4 separate regions of the Mus musculus genome follow, and all the other regions are linked to region 4. A link is a contact called in public HiChIP or PLAC-seq and promoter capture Hi-C data. All regions are on one chromosome and are shown on one strand. Each heading gives the region's core, a stretch centred on a gene start, on an enhancer-like site or on the middle of the called end of the contact. The rest is flanking DNA. Distances are from core to core; before and after follow the strand shown. Region 1 holds the start of Ryr1 (ryanodine receptor 1, skeletal muscle). Region 2 holds the start of Fam98c (family with sequence similarity 98, member C). Region 3 holds the start of Kcnk6 (potassium inwardly-rectifying channel, subfamily K, member 6). Region 4 holds the start of Sipa1l3 (signal-induced proliferation-associated 1 like 3).

The links. Promoter capture Hi-C pulls out the DNA fragments that hold promoters and counts their contacts. HiChIP or PLAC-seq counts read pairs in DNA pulled down with a chosen protein or histone mark. Capture Hi-C pulls out chosen DNA fragments and counts their contacts.
Region 1: a contact with region 4 is called in a FOXA1 HiChIP or PLAC-seq map of pancreatic cancer cells. The contact joins the promoter of Ryr1 here to the promoter of Sipa1l3 in region 4. A contact is called at or near these places in 6 of 39 promoter capture datasets (cranial neural crest, frontonasal cranial neural crest, liver and 2 more), 4 of 484 Hi-C or Micro-C datasets (the N1E-115 cell line, double positive thymocytes and embryonic stem cells) and 3 of 115 datasets of contacts at active chromatin or transcription factors (T-cell acute lymphoblastic leukemia, embryonic forebrain and pancreatic cancer cells).
Region 2: a promoter capture Hi-C map of pancreatic islet shows a contact between it and region 4. The contact joins the promoter of Fam98c here to the promoter of Sipa1l3 in region 4. A contact is called at or near these places in 5 of 115 datasets of contacts at active chromatin or transcription factors (the SCID.adh cell line, embryonic midbrain, embryonic stem cells and 2 more) and 3 of 9 other capture datasets (embryonic stem cells, liver and pancreatic islet).
Region 3: a promoter capture Hi-C map of the HPC-7 cell line shows a contact between it and region 4. The contact joins the promoter of Kcnk6 here to the promoter of Sipa1l3 in region 4. A contact is called at or near these places in 6 of 39 promoter capture datasets (the HPC-7 cell line, cranial neural crest, embryonic stem cells and 2 more), 13 of 484 Hi-C or Micro-C datasets (CD4 T cells, CD8 T cells, the G1E-ER4 cell line and 9 more), 9 of 115 datasets of contacts at active chromatin or transcription factors (bone marrow-derived macrophages, embryonic forebrain, embryonic stem cells and 4 more) and 2 of 9 other capture datasets (adipose tissue and liver).

What each region holds. Positions count from the first base shown.
Region 1 is chr7:29,123,859-29,126,593 of GRCm38.p6, reverse strand. It overlaps Ryr1 (ryanodine receptor 1, skeletal muscle), which reads left to right and starts at 1,443. Exons shown (of 106, transcript NM_009109.2): 1 at 1,443-1,629. The coding sequence starts at 1,579.
Region 2 is chr7:29,154,852-29,157,551 of GRCm38.p6, reverse strand. Fam98c (family with sequence similarity 98, member C) reads left to right here and starts at 1,342. Exons shown (of 8, transcript NM_001146023.1): 1 at 1,342-1,422; 2 at 1,522-1,667; 3 at 1,743-1,877; 4 at 2,195-2,400. The coding sequence starts at 1,382.
Region 3 is chr7:29,231,183-29,233,882 of GRCm38.p6, reverse strand. It overlaps Kcnk6 (potassium inwardly-rectifying channel, subfamily K, member 6), which reads left to right and starts at 1,361. Exons shown (of 3, transcript NM_001033525.3): 1 at 1,361-1,721. The coding sequence starts at 1,400.
Region 4 is chr7:29,504,084-29,506,783 of GRCm38.p6, reverse strand. Sipa1l3 (signal-induced proliferation-associated 1 like 3) reads left to right here and starts at 1,324. Exons shown (of 23, transcript NM_001081028.1): 1 at 1,324-1,490.

The DNA.
Region 1 (2,735 bases), core at 194-2,693, 380 kb after region 4:
CTTAGCTCACACCTGAACTGCAACAGGTGGGTAAGAGACATCAGTCAGGACTACTTCAAAAGGCAGGTTTTAGCTGGGGGCTCGGGGGTGGGGTGGGGTGGGGTGGGGTGGGGTGGGGTGGGGTAGGGTGGGGTGGGGTGACGCATTTGTTTAACCTCAGTGCTGGGAGGCAGAGGCCTGGGATGTTTGCGAGTTCAAGGTCAGGCTGGTGTTTTCTCTCCCCCCTCCCACACCCATGCCCCTGCCCCCCAGTTTTGAGACAGGGTATCAGGTAGCACAGGCTGGCCTCCAGCTAGGGAGCTGAGGTTGACTTTGAGTTTCTGATCCTTTCTGCTTGCTGGAATTACAGACTCACATGGCCACTCCCAGTTTATGGATGGAACCCGGGGCTTTGTGACAGCTAGATAAACATTATATCGACTAGGGCATGCCTGCAGCCCTGTTTTTGTCTCTGTTTTGATACAGGGTCTTTTTTTTTTTTTTCTTCCTTTTCTTTATTTACATTTCAAAAATTTTCCCTGTTCCAGATCTCCCCTTCGGAAACCCTCTATCCCATCCCCCCTCCTCTTGCTTCTATGGGGGTGCTCCCCCATCCACCCTCCCACTCCTGTCTTCCCACCATAGCATTCTCCTATACTGGGGCATCCATTGAACACCCTTAGGCCCAAGTGCCACTCCTCCCACTGATGTGCAACAAGGCCATCCTCTGCCACATATGCGGCCGGAGCCATGGGTCCCTCCATGTGTATTCTTTTGTTGGTGGTCCAGTCCCCCGGAGTTCCAGGGGGTCTGGCTGGTTGACACTGAGATAGGCTCTTATTATGCGGTCCCAACTCCAGATTTACAATCCTCTTGCCTCAATCTCTTCAGAGCTTGGATGATAAGCCATACCACTCTGTCTGGTACTAAGTGATTTTTTTTTTAATGTTAGGGGATGTGGTGTGCATCCAAGCTACAACTGTGTGATTCTGCAGCAAGGGTGAAGCTCAGTTTAGCCATTAAGAAAGGGATGGAACTAGGCTGAGGGTGTAGCCCAATGGTAGAATGCTTGCCTGGCATGCAAGTGATCTAGGGTTTGAACCACGGCATTACATAAATCAGATGGGGCCAGAGGTTCAAGATCACTCTTGACTACATGTGGAGTTTAAGGCCATTCTGAAGTACATGACACTCGGAGGGGGAGGGGAAGGGGAGGGAGAGAGGAAGGGGTAAAGGGAGAGCCAGCCAAACAAATATATACATGATATCTCACTGTGACCATGGCCACTCAGCTACTTTCTAGACACCCAGTTCACTGGAGAGAACGAACACCTTCCACCAAGAGTTTGTGCTGTGGGCGGGGTTCTGAACAGGGGCGTAGCTTGTCCCATGCTTGCCCAATGGGTGTGCGGTGGGGCGGGGACCTTCTCTCATTGTGTCCCGCACAGGGCATGCTTCCTGCAGTTCCATCTCCCTCGCGGGTGCCTCTGGCTTCCCTAGAGGTCTCCGACCCCAGCCCGCCCTCAGGTTCCCCGCCAAGCCTGCAGCCCCCTCTCGCCATCCTCAGACCCTAGCCCGGGACACCCGGGGATTGCCATCATGGGTGATGGAGGAGGTGAAGGCGAGGACGAGGTCCAGTTTTTGCGGACGGTACGTTTTTGTCTGGGTCCGGAGGTCTTGGGTGATTTCTTGCTTACTTTTCTGAGAGTCTCTCTGTCTCTTCCCTGCTTGCTGGTGGTCTCTGAAATCCGAGGTCACTTTGTCTTTCCGTTTTTTCTCATCACCTTTTCGACCACGGAGAATTAGCAGGATTTAGGAGGACCGAGTGGGCAGGAGAGGGTGGGATCCTCAGACGCCCTCTCCTGACATAAGAGATTTGGGGTCATTGAGGAAGCACCCCGCCTCCTGCCGTTCTGGAAGCAGGCACTTGAGGAAGGTGGTTCTAATTCTTGGGCTTAATTTAGCTGTCCTCCACCGCCACCCCAGCCCTCATTCCCTTCTTGCTCCAGGCTCTGACCTATTTAAATTCTTGGGAAGGGGGCTGGGGTGGGCTGGACAACACCTTTCTTTTCAACTCCTAGTCTTTGGCCGTCTCCTTGGGGGTCTCTTGGAGCTTCAATGTACTTTTCCCCTCGGTTTTGGCGAGGAGGATTTAACTATGTCAGCTAATGGCCTCTGAGGGTACCTGGGTGATGAAGTCTTTCTCAGCTCCTTGGTATATCTTATGTCTGAGTCTCTGTCTCTTGGCCCTTGGCTTCAGCCTTCTGCGTGTGGCTGTCCCTCTGATCCTGTCTCTCTGAATCTCAGATCTCCAGCTGGGGGCAGGGATGGGACTTGGGACAACAGGTGTCTCTCCCAGAATAGCCCTCTTTTCTGGGCTCTGGGTAGGGGACAGGGAGGGGACAAGAGGGGGAGGGGCTGCCTTTTTCTTAGTCCTTCCCACCATATCCTCCCATGGGCTGAGATGGGGGTTGGATATGGGAGATGGTCTCTGTTGGGGCCAGGTCTGCTGACCCTGCACTCTCTCCCCCCCAACCCCCCACCCCCGAGGTCCTGGGTCCACACAGAAATGCTGACGCAGCATTCCTGACCCAGAATAGGACCCTGGTAGGCTGGGTCCGGTTTCTTGGGAGGGAGGAACAAACAGCTGGGGCTGGTAATGAAGGATGGGGACAGCTGGACTGTGAAGCCACTGGAGGAGGGCCTCTCCCCAGCCCCAGCCCCTTAGCCTACACCATGGCTTTCCATTGCCCTAG
Region 2 (2,700 bases), core at 93-2,592, 350 kb after region 4:
AGTGCTGGGATCAAATTCGTGCGCCACTACGCCCGGCTTTACTTGTTATTAACTAAGGATGCACCTTAACATATGGACCATAATCCTCACACTTTTAAGAATGAGTGCTTGAGGGGGCTGTCGAGATGGCTCAGTGGGTAAGAGCACCAACTGCTCTTCTGAAGGTCCTCAGTTCAAATCCCAGCAACCACATGGTGGCTCACAACCATCCGTAATGAGATCTGATGCCCTCTTCTGGTACGTCTGAAGACAGCTACAGTGTACTTACATATAACAATAAATAAATCTTAAAAAAAAAAAAAAATGAGTGCTTGAAACATTGGGTGTGACACAAACCTATAGTCCCAGATCTTGGGGGGCTAAGATAGGAGGGTCTTAGTGAGGCCAGATTCCATTTAATATATTAATGGCTGGAGAGATGGCTCAGTGGTTAGGAGCACTTGTTCTAGCAGAAGACTTGGGTTTGGTTCCCAGCACCCACACAAGACTTCACGACCACCTGGAAGTCCTGGAAGTCCAGTTGCAGGAGATTGTAAGCCTTCTGACTTCTGTGGGCACAAGGTACGCGCACACACATGCACACGCACACACACACACACACACACACACACACACATACACACACACGACATTCAGGCACATAAAACATATACTTTATTGCCCTTGGATCCCAATCGCATAGATGGAAAAAACCAGTTTGGCAGAAACATTAGCTGGCAAATGGAGTCAACCCCAGTCCCATCGGCTTGCCTCCCCCTTAGGATGGAGTTTCTCAATGGCATCTGCTTTTTCTTTCGAAGGCCTACAGAGGCAGAGAGTCTGGCTAACACTGGACCCACTGTGAGGTGGAAGGAGGGTCTGGCTGAGGTGGGAGAGTGGATGTGAAGACGTGCTGAAAATCTAATCCTAAAGTGGAAGAAAAACAAGTCGGATGGGACTTTCGGTCTGGGGTGCACTAAGAACAAAGGGCAGCTGGGCGTGTCACACGCCTGTCAACCAGCAAACAGAAGGAGGAAGCAGGACTAAGAAGCCAGCCTGAGCTACATAAATGTATAAATCGAGACCCTGCCTCCAAAAGTATAAAAGTTAAATAAGTTGCTTTTTGCTTTTTTTTTTTTTTTTTTTTCTTGAGAGTCGGACAGTAGGGACACCCGAGCCTCCTGCGACCTCGTAGATCCAAACCTCAAGCTATAAAATTTACACTGGACAAGTTACCTGAAGGGTGCGCGTGGCGCGCGACCAAGCCAATAGGAGCGTGGAAGCGCCTTCGCACGAGAATATGGTTGGATAGCAGCGGGAGAGAGGAGGCGGAGGGAAGAGGGGGCGGAGCCTTTCCCTGGCGGAAGGGGGCGCGCGCACCGGGTCCGCAGACGGAGTTGCCATGGATGGGGCCATGGTAGCGGGTGACCTTCTGACACTGGGGTAAAAGATTCGGTGGTGTGGCCTGGGGGTACGGGAAGGGCGCACTCGCCTGGGGACGCGGACGCAGAGGGACTCGCACTGACGCGTGCCCCGCCGCAGGTACGATGCCCTCCCGGAGGGGGCGTCTCGGGGTCCCGCGTGTGCAGACTTCAGGGCGCTGTGCGCGCGGCTGGCGGCCGAGCTGACGGCTCTGGGAGCTCTGGAGCGGCGAGAGGAGGGCACCGCAGTGCTGGGCGCCGGCCACGGTGCGTGAGAAGCTGGGTGGACGGCGGGTAGAGCCGCGGAACCCGCTGCTTCCTGATGGCTTCTTCCTCCCGCAGGCCCGGACACAGAGGAAGAGTTCCTGCGGCAGTTGGCCGGCTGGCTGCGGGCGTTGCACTGCCCGGATCGCGCGCTCTGCGGCGGAGACTGCGCCACCGTGCTGCGGGAGCCCGGCGGCGGCCTGCGTCTGCTGCGTGAGCGAGCTTGGAAGGCCCAGGGTGGTGGCGGTGGGCGGGGCCTCTGAATGGGGCGGGCTCTGACGCTCAGACTGGACTCCCGTGGGTGTGGCCAAAGCTTTGCGGCGAGCTTGAAGGCCGCAGGTAGATAGGCTAGGGTTAATTAAGGCTTGGCTTGAATTCTGACAGAGGCCTCTGAAAACTTTAATGCGTTGAGTTAAACGCCAGTTGGGTGGTTCTGAAGTGGACCCACATCCCCCATTGTCGGTGGGTGAGGCTTACTCTGGGGGAAGGGCCAAGGTTCTGGTTGGGTAGGGATCTACTCCTCTTTTTAGGGTTTCTTTGCTCTGAGCTCCAGGCTGCCCGCCTCTTGCATCTAAGGCTCCAGCGGGATTCTAGCCCTGTGCCATCCTTTGGAGAAGGGACAAAGAAGGCGAATGGCGTTGTTCAGGAACTGACGCTAACTCTTCAAGCCCTGGGGCTCCCCAGACCCCTGCGTGGAACCCTGGCTAGCCAGCTACTTCGGGAGTTTCATGACAAGGTAGAGAGAGTCTCCTCCTGAGGTACCTTACTTGTGGAAAGGAGCCTGTTTTCAAAACCAGCTCTAAAAAGGATGACCCATCGACAGTGGCCATTCGTTCTAATTTGCTTTTTGCTGTGATAAAACACTGACCAAAGCCAGCTTAGGGGAGGAAACCGTTTGTTTCCCTTCACAAGTTACAGCCCACCGTTGAAGGAAACTGAGGCAGGAACCCAAGCCTCAAGCCAGCCATGGAGGACAACCGTTTACTAGCACATGCCTCCCGGCTTGTTCAGCTACCTCTTATACAGCCCAGGCCCA
Region 3 (2,700 bases), core at 112-2,611, 270 kb after region 4:
GGTTGTGGGAGGATTCTGGTCTGCCCTCCACACAGCAGTAAGGAGAGCACTGAGTCCACGTCATAGAGGGACGTGAGGGGACCTACAGGAGAAAAATAAGGGAAACCCTGCTTTCAGTTTTACCTATTAATTTACTATTGAGACAATGTCTCACTTTGTCACCCTGGCTGACCTGGAACTCCCTCTGTAGAGCAAGCTTCCCTCACAGAGCGATCCATCTGCCTCTGTCTCTGCCTCCCAAGTGCTGGGATTAAAGAAGTGAGCCACCCCCTAGGCTACTTACTAGTTTGTTGTTGGTTTTTGTTTTGTTTTGAGACGGGGCTTTGCTGCTCTACCTTTAACTTTTCTAATGTACGTAGGAACATCTCAGCCTCCAGGAAAAGGGAGTCCCTACCCTGGATATAGATATATACATATCTATATACATATCTATATCCAGGTCATCTGCAGAAGCAACTAATACTCTTAGCTATTCTCTCCAGCCACTCCACCACACCTTTTGAGACAGGTATTCACTAGGTAGCCCAGGTTGGCCTGGAGCCGGTGATGGCCCAGTCTATTGCTCAAATGTTAAGGTTATTATGTGCAAGCCACCACAACCACATCCGAAATTTATTTGCTCATTTTTGTGTGTGTTCTGTGTTTCTTGAGACTGTGTCCTACTATGTAGCCCTGGAACTTACTATGTACACAGGCTGGCTTGAACTCAGAAATATAGCTGCCTCTGCCTCCTGAGTGCTGGATAAAAGGGGTGCGCCACCATGAAAGTAAGCAATGTATTGTTTATTTATTGAGACAGAGGTCTTCCAACAATGCCCCCTGACTCCTGGTCAATTATTCCGAAATCGTAGGCCCCTCCCACCCACCCACAACTTATCCCACGTCTTAGTGCCTCAAGCAAACACTGGGTACAGTGCAGAGGCAGGCAGATTTCTAAGTTCCAGGCCATCCTGGTCTACAGAGTGAGACAGGACAGCCAGGGCTACACAGAGAAACCCTGTCTCGAGAAAAAAAAAAAAAAAAAAAAAAAGGTTACAAACAGAAAGCTCCCACTTCGGAGGAGAGTTTCAGATCTGAGTTAAGGAGTCGCGAGGAGGAGAGTTGCAAGGAACTTCAGGCAGGAAAGGACTCCGCAGCCCTTCCCATCCCATTTGACTCCCCGATCCCGGAGCGTCGAACTCCACCCTCCGGTGTCCCTGTACCTACACCAGGTGTTTGGGCGTGCCTCAGTTTCCCAGCGTCAGGGCGTTCCGCCAGCCCCGCTCCTCCCCCTTTTTCCTTTTCCTCTTCCTCTTCGGGGCGTCGGTGGCCGCGCCTGGAGCTCCCGGAACTAAAAGCGGACCTCGGGCGGTGGGCCGGCGGGGGCCACGTCAGCGGGTGTCGGGGCTGTACGGGCACCATGCGGCGGGGCGCGCTCCTGGCTAGCGCCCTGGCCGCCTACGCCGGGTACCTGGCGCTGGGCGCGCTGCTTGTGGCGCGGCTGGAGCGGCCTCACGAAGCCCGGCTGCGGGCAGAACTGGGGACCCTGCGGGAGCAGCTGCTACAGCACAGCCCGTGCGTGGCGGCTCACGCCCTGGATGCCTTCGTGGAGCGGGTGCTGGCGGCCGGACGGCTGGGGCGCGCAGCGCTCGCCAACGCCTCGGGAGCTGCCAACGCTTCGGACCCTGCGTGGGACTTCGCCTCGGCGCTCTTCTTCGCCAGCACGCTTGTCACCACCGTGGGTAAGTGAGTGCTATCCATCACCCAGTCCCAGATAGTGTCCGGACCCCTTAACATACACCTTCATCCCAATCGTCCTGGTGCTCTCAGAACAACCTCCATTCCCAACTGACCCACACTGGCCACAGCTGCCTCATTTGGAGAGCCCTCGTACTACACACCCCAGTTCCCTTGGAATACTTTCTCAGACAGCATCCCCTTTGGTGCCTTTTTGTTTGGTTTTGAGATAGCATGTACCTTTAGGCGCAGGTTGGCTTGGAATTTCATCCTCCTGTCTCAGCCTCCTAAATGCTGGGATTACAGGTGTGGGTCACCAGCCTGGCTCACTCTTGTCTTAATCCTAGGATTATCATAGATGATTGGCAAGGGCCTTGGTAGGGCTTTCCTTGGGTGTCTAACCTCGGGGGCTGTGTTACAATAGGGCTGGCACACCATCTCTTCCAGCCTTGTCTTCTGGCTCCAGATAGGTCCTTTCTGGAACAGCCCACTTTAACTTCCTCCTGAACTCAGTGCCCCAGTGAACTGTGAGTTGAACTCAGGCCTTCATGCATGCTAGTCAGTAATAGCAGGGCAACATTACTGGAGGTCTGTCTTCTAGGAAGAGACCTTAGCCTGACCTGAGACCGGTTCTAGGATCCCTTCCGCTTTGGGCACTCTCCAGCAAGATCCCTGGTCCGGGGACTAACAGACTGACTGAAGGTCCCCCCCTCCCCCCCTCTCCTGGACTTCCTACTCTAACACAGGGCTCCTCCACCCATCTTTACACCTCCCCTGAGTTGTTGGGATTCTCCCAATGTTTTCCACTCTAGACTCAGATTCCTGGATCAGCAGCTCCTACAGCGGGCTGTAAGAATGGCGCGAACCCAGAGCGTCCTCAAGGAAGAACCATTGGCTGATTGGCTGTCCCGCTTGAAATCCTCCAAGTTGAGACTCCTACCCCTAACTACCTCCAGCAAAACCTCTTGCTCTTTTCTTTTTTCT
Region 4 (2,700 bases), core at 75-2,574:
TTTTTTTTTGTATGTGTGTGTTTGTTTGTTTGCTTGTTTTTTCGAGACAGGGTTTCTCTGTGCAGTCCTGGCTATCCTGGAACTCACTCTGTAGACCAGGCTGGCCTCGAACTCAGAAATCCTCCTGCCTCTGCCTCCCAAGTGCTGGGATTAAAGGTGTGTGCCACCACTGCCCGGCTTCATTTGGCTCTTCTGAGCCAGGGTTTGATGCTGATAGCCAGTCTGGCCTTATTGCAGCAGTTCCTCTTGCCTCAGTCTCCCAAATGCAGGGCGTACAGGCAGGTGCATCACACCTGGGAGTCTGTACTTTGCCATCAGACGTCTGGAGGTTAAGTCTGGAGTTTAGGCTGTAACTGTGAGCCAGGTGTTTTCCATTTTGAAGGCCCAGGTGTGAGCAGCCTGTGATAACACAGCTGAGAGTCATGGAACTGTTTTGGTTGTTCTTTGGGTTTTGTTGTTGTTGTTGTTGTTGTTTTTGTTTTTCTGTTTGTTTTTTTGTTTTGTGACAGCCTCCTGTAGCTCAGGTTGGTCCCTGAACTCACTATGCAGCTTTGAATGACCTTGAAATCCTGTCTGACTTTTCCAATTCGAAGATCATAGTCATAAGCTATTGAGCTCCATCTGTTACTGAGTGTTTGATGGGCCAGAGCCATGACCTCACTGGCTTTCTCTCCCAGGGTGGACACTAGACTCTTCACAAGGGCATATTCGCATAACAGTCAAAAGCTGGACTCTTGAGATATACTGCTTGGGTTGAACCCCCACTTGCTATGTGACCTCCGTCCTGTGACTTCTGTTCAACACTATCTGTAAAATAGGCGTGACCGTAGTTCCGACTTAAAGGCCCTGGAGAGACTGTAGTGTTTAGAGCAGCACCCTCCCAGAGCTGTGCTTCCAAGGCTGGGTGGAAGAGTCTGCCACAAGGTTTAATCATTAAGCCTCCAGCCTCTGCAGCCGGCACTGTCTGCAGAGGTGAGGGGCCCACCTGTGGGTAGGAAGGTTGTGAATGAAGCTGCGGGGCTTAGGGCAGGGATGCTGTGGCGCTGATCCAGCCCTGGCTCAGCACCGAGCAGGTGGCCTGTAACAGGCAGGCTTTGTTACCTCCGAGCTTTCTCCCAAACTCATTCAGACCCAAGACCACGTGTCTGATGAGTAAGGAATCCTGTTATTTCCCTTCCCCAAAGGGAATATTGGCAGAACTGGCTCTTTGGGGATGTGCCTGTGTGCAGAGAGCAGCCATCTCAGGGGAACTCCGGTAAGCTGGCGTGGCCTGAAGGCCACTGAATAAGTCGTTAGAAGCTGGCACTGCTGGTTCCTATTTCCGCATTCCAGACACCCACAGCGCAGGAGGAGGCACCACCCCAGGTCGGCCTAGGGAGCTGGGGCAGGTGGCTCTTGCCTAGGGAAAACCTGGGACAGGAGCCACACCTGGGGCCAACCTAGTAGCCACCTTCCTGGAGTGTGATCACGGCTGTGTTCCGGGACTCCTGGTAGGTGAGCGATGTCTCCTCACTTCGGTAGCACCTTCCAGAGAAAGTTAATAATCTGATTCTTCTTTGAGGGAAAGCTAGCTTCTCTCTCTCTCTCTCTCTCTCTCCCCCTCCCTCGCTCCCTCCCTCCCTCCCTCCCTTCCTCTCTCTCCCTCTCTCTCTCTCTCACCCCCTCTTCTCTTGTGAAGTGTTTACCTATCTGTTCCTAACCTGAAGAAAGGTTGGCCCAGTGTTGAGCAAATGAGAAGATGGAGGCCACGGACTCCCAGGGAAAGAATAGATGACTGTAGCTGAGCCCCTGCTGTCTGCAGACTTTGTTACCAGGGGCTGTGGTGCCCCAGCCCAGTATGTATGCTGTGTGGTCTTGGTAAATCCTGTACCCTCCTGGGCCTCAGTTTCCTCTTTTGGGGGAAACAGGAAGTAGTGGTAGTACCCACTGAGTTGTCATGCCAAGTGCCCCAGCTCCTCTGACCCTGCGCCTGTGGACTGCAGCTCAGGCCCCTTGCTCCCTGCTCTGGCCTCTCCCTGGCTGTGTCCTCTGCCTGTGGATGTAGTTGGGGTGGCATGTCCACCTGCCTTCCCACACTCACGTAGCCGTTCTCAGGACTAGCCTTCCAAAGCCACCCCCTCCTCAAGTCTCTGCTCAGATGTTCCCAACCCAGGGTGCCTTCCTCTCAGTCACCCTGGAGCCACCTCCTTCGCTGGATTTTTCTTCCACCTGCATCTCAACTGTTGGCTTCCTGGGAGCGCAGGCCAGGCCTTGGTCCTTCTAGAACAGTGCCTAGCCTGTAGCGGGGGTGGGGTGGGGTGCAGCTTCAGTTATGACATGAATGAATTTATGCTACTAGATGGCCCATTGGTGGATGGACGGCTAGCTGTTCTCACTTGGGACTGACTAGAGTGCCACCAGCGTTTCCAGGAAGCCATGGCAGTGGTTGGTGTGACCTGTCACCTCTCTCTCTGGTCTCTCTGTGGTCATGCAGCCATTCTTGGGGTCTGTCAGCCTCAAGCTGCTGGCTTCCTGGCCCCCAATCCCTTCAGGCGTCACAGCCTGGAAGCTGACAGTGGCTCATTTGGGCATTTTGGGCACATGGCATGACAGAGAAAGTGTGGTACCAGCGAATTAGAGAATAGTGGGGTAATCTCAGTAAGAGAGGATTTGTGCGTGCCTGCTATGTATTGGAAAGGTGACATAGCTCCAGGTTTCTGT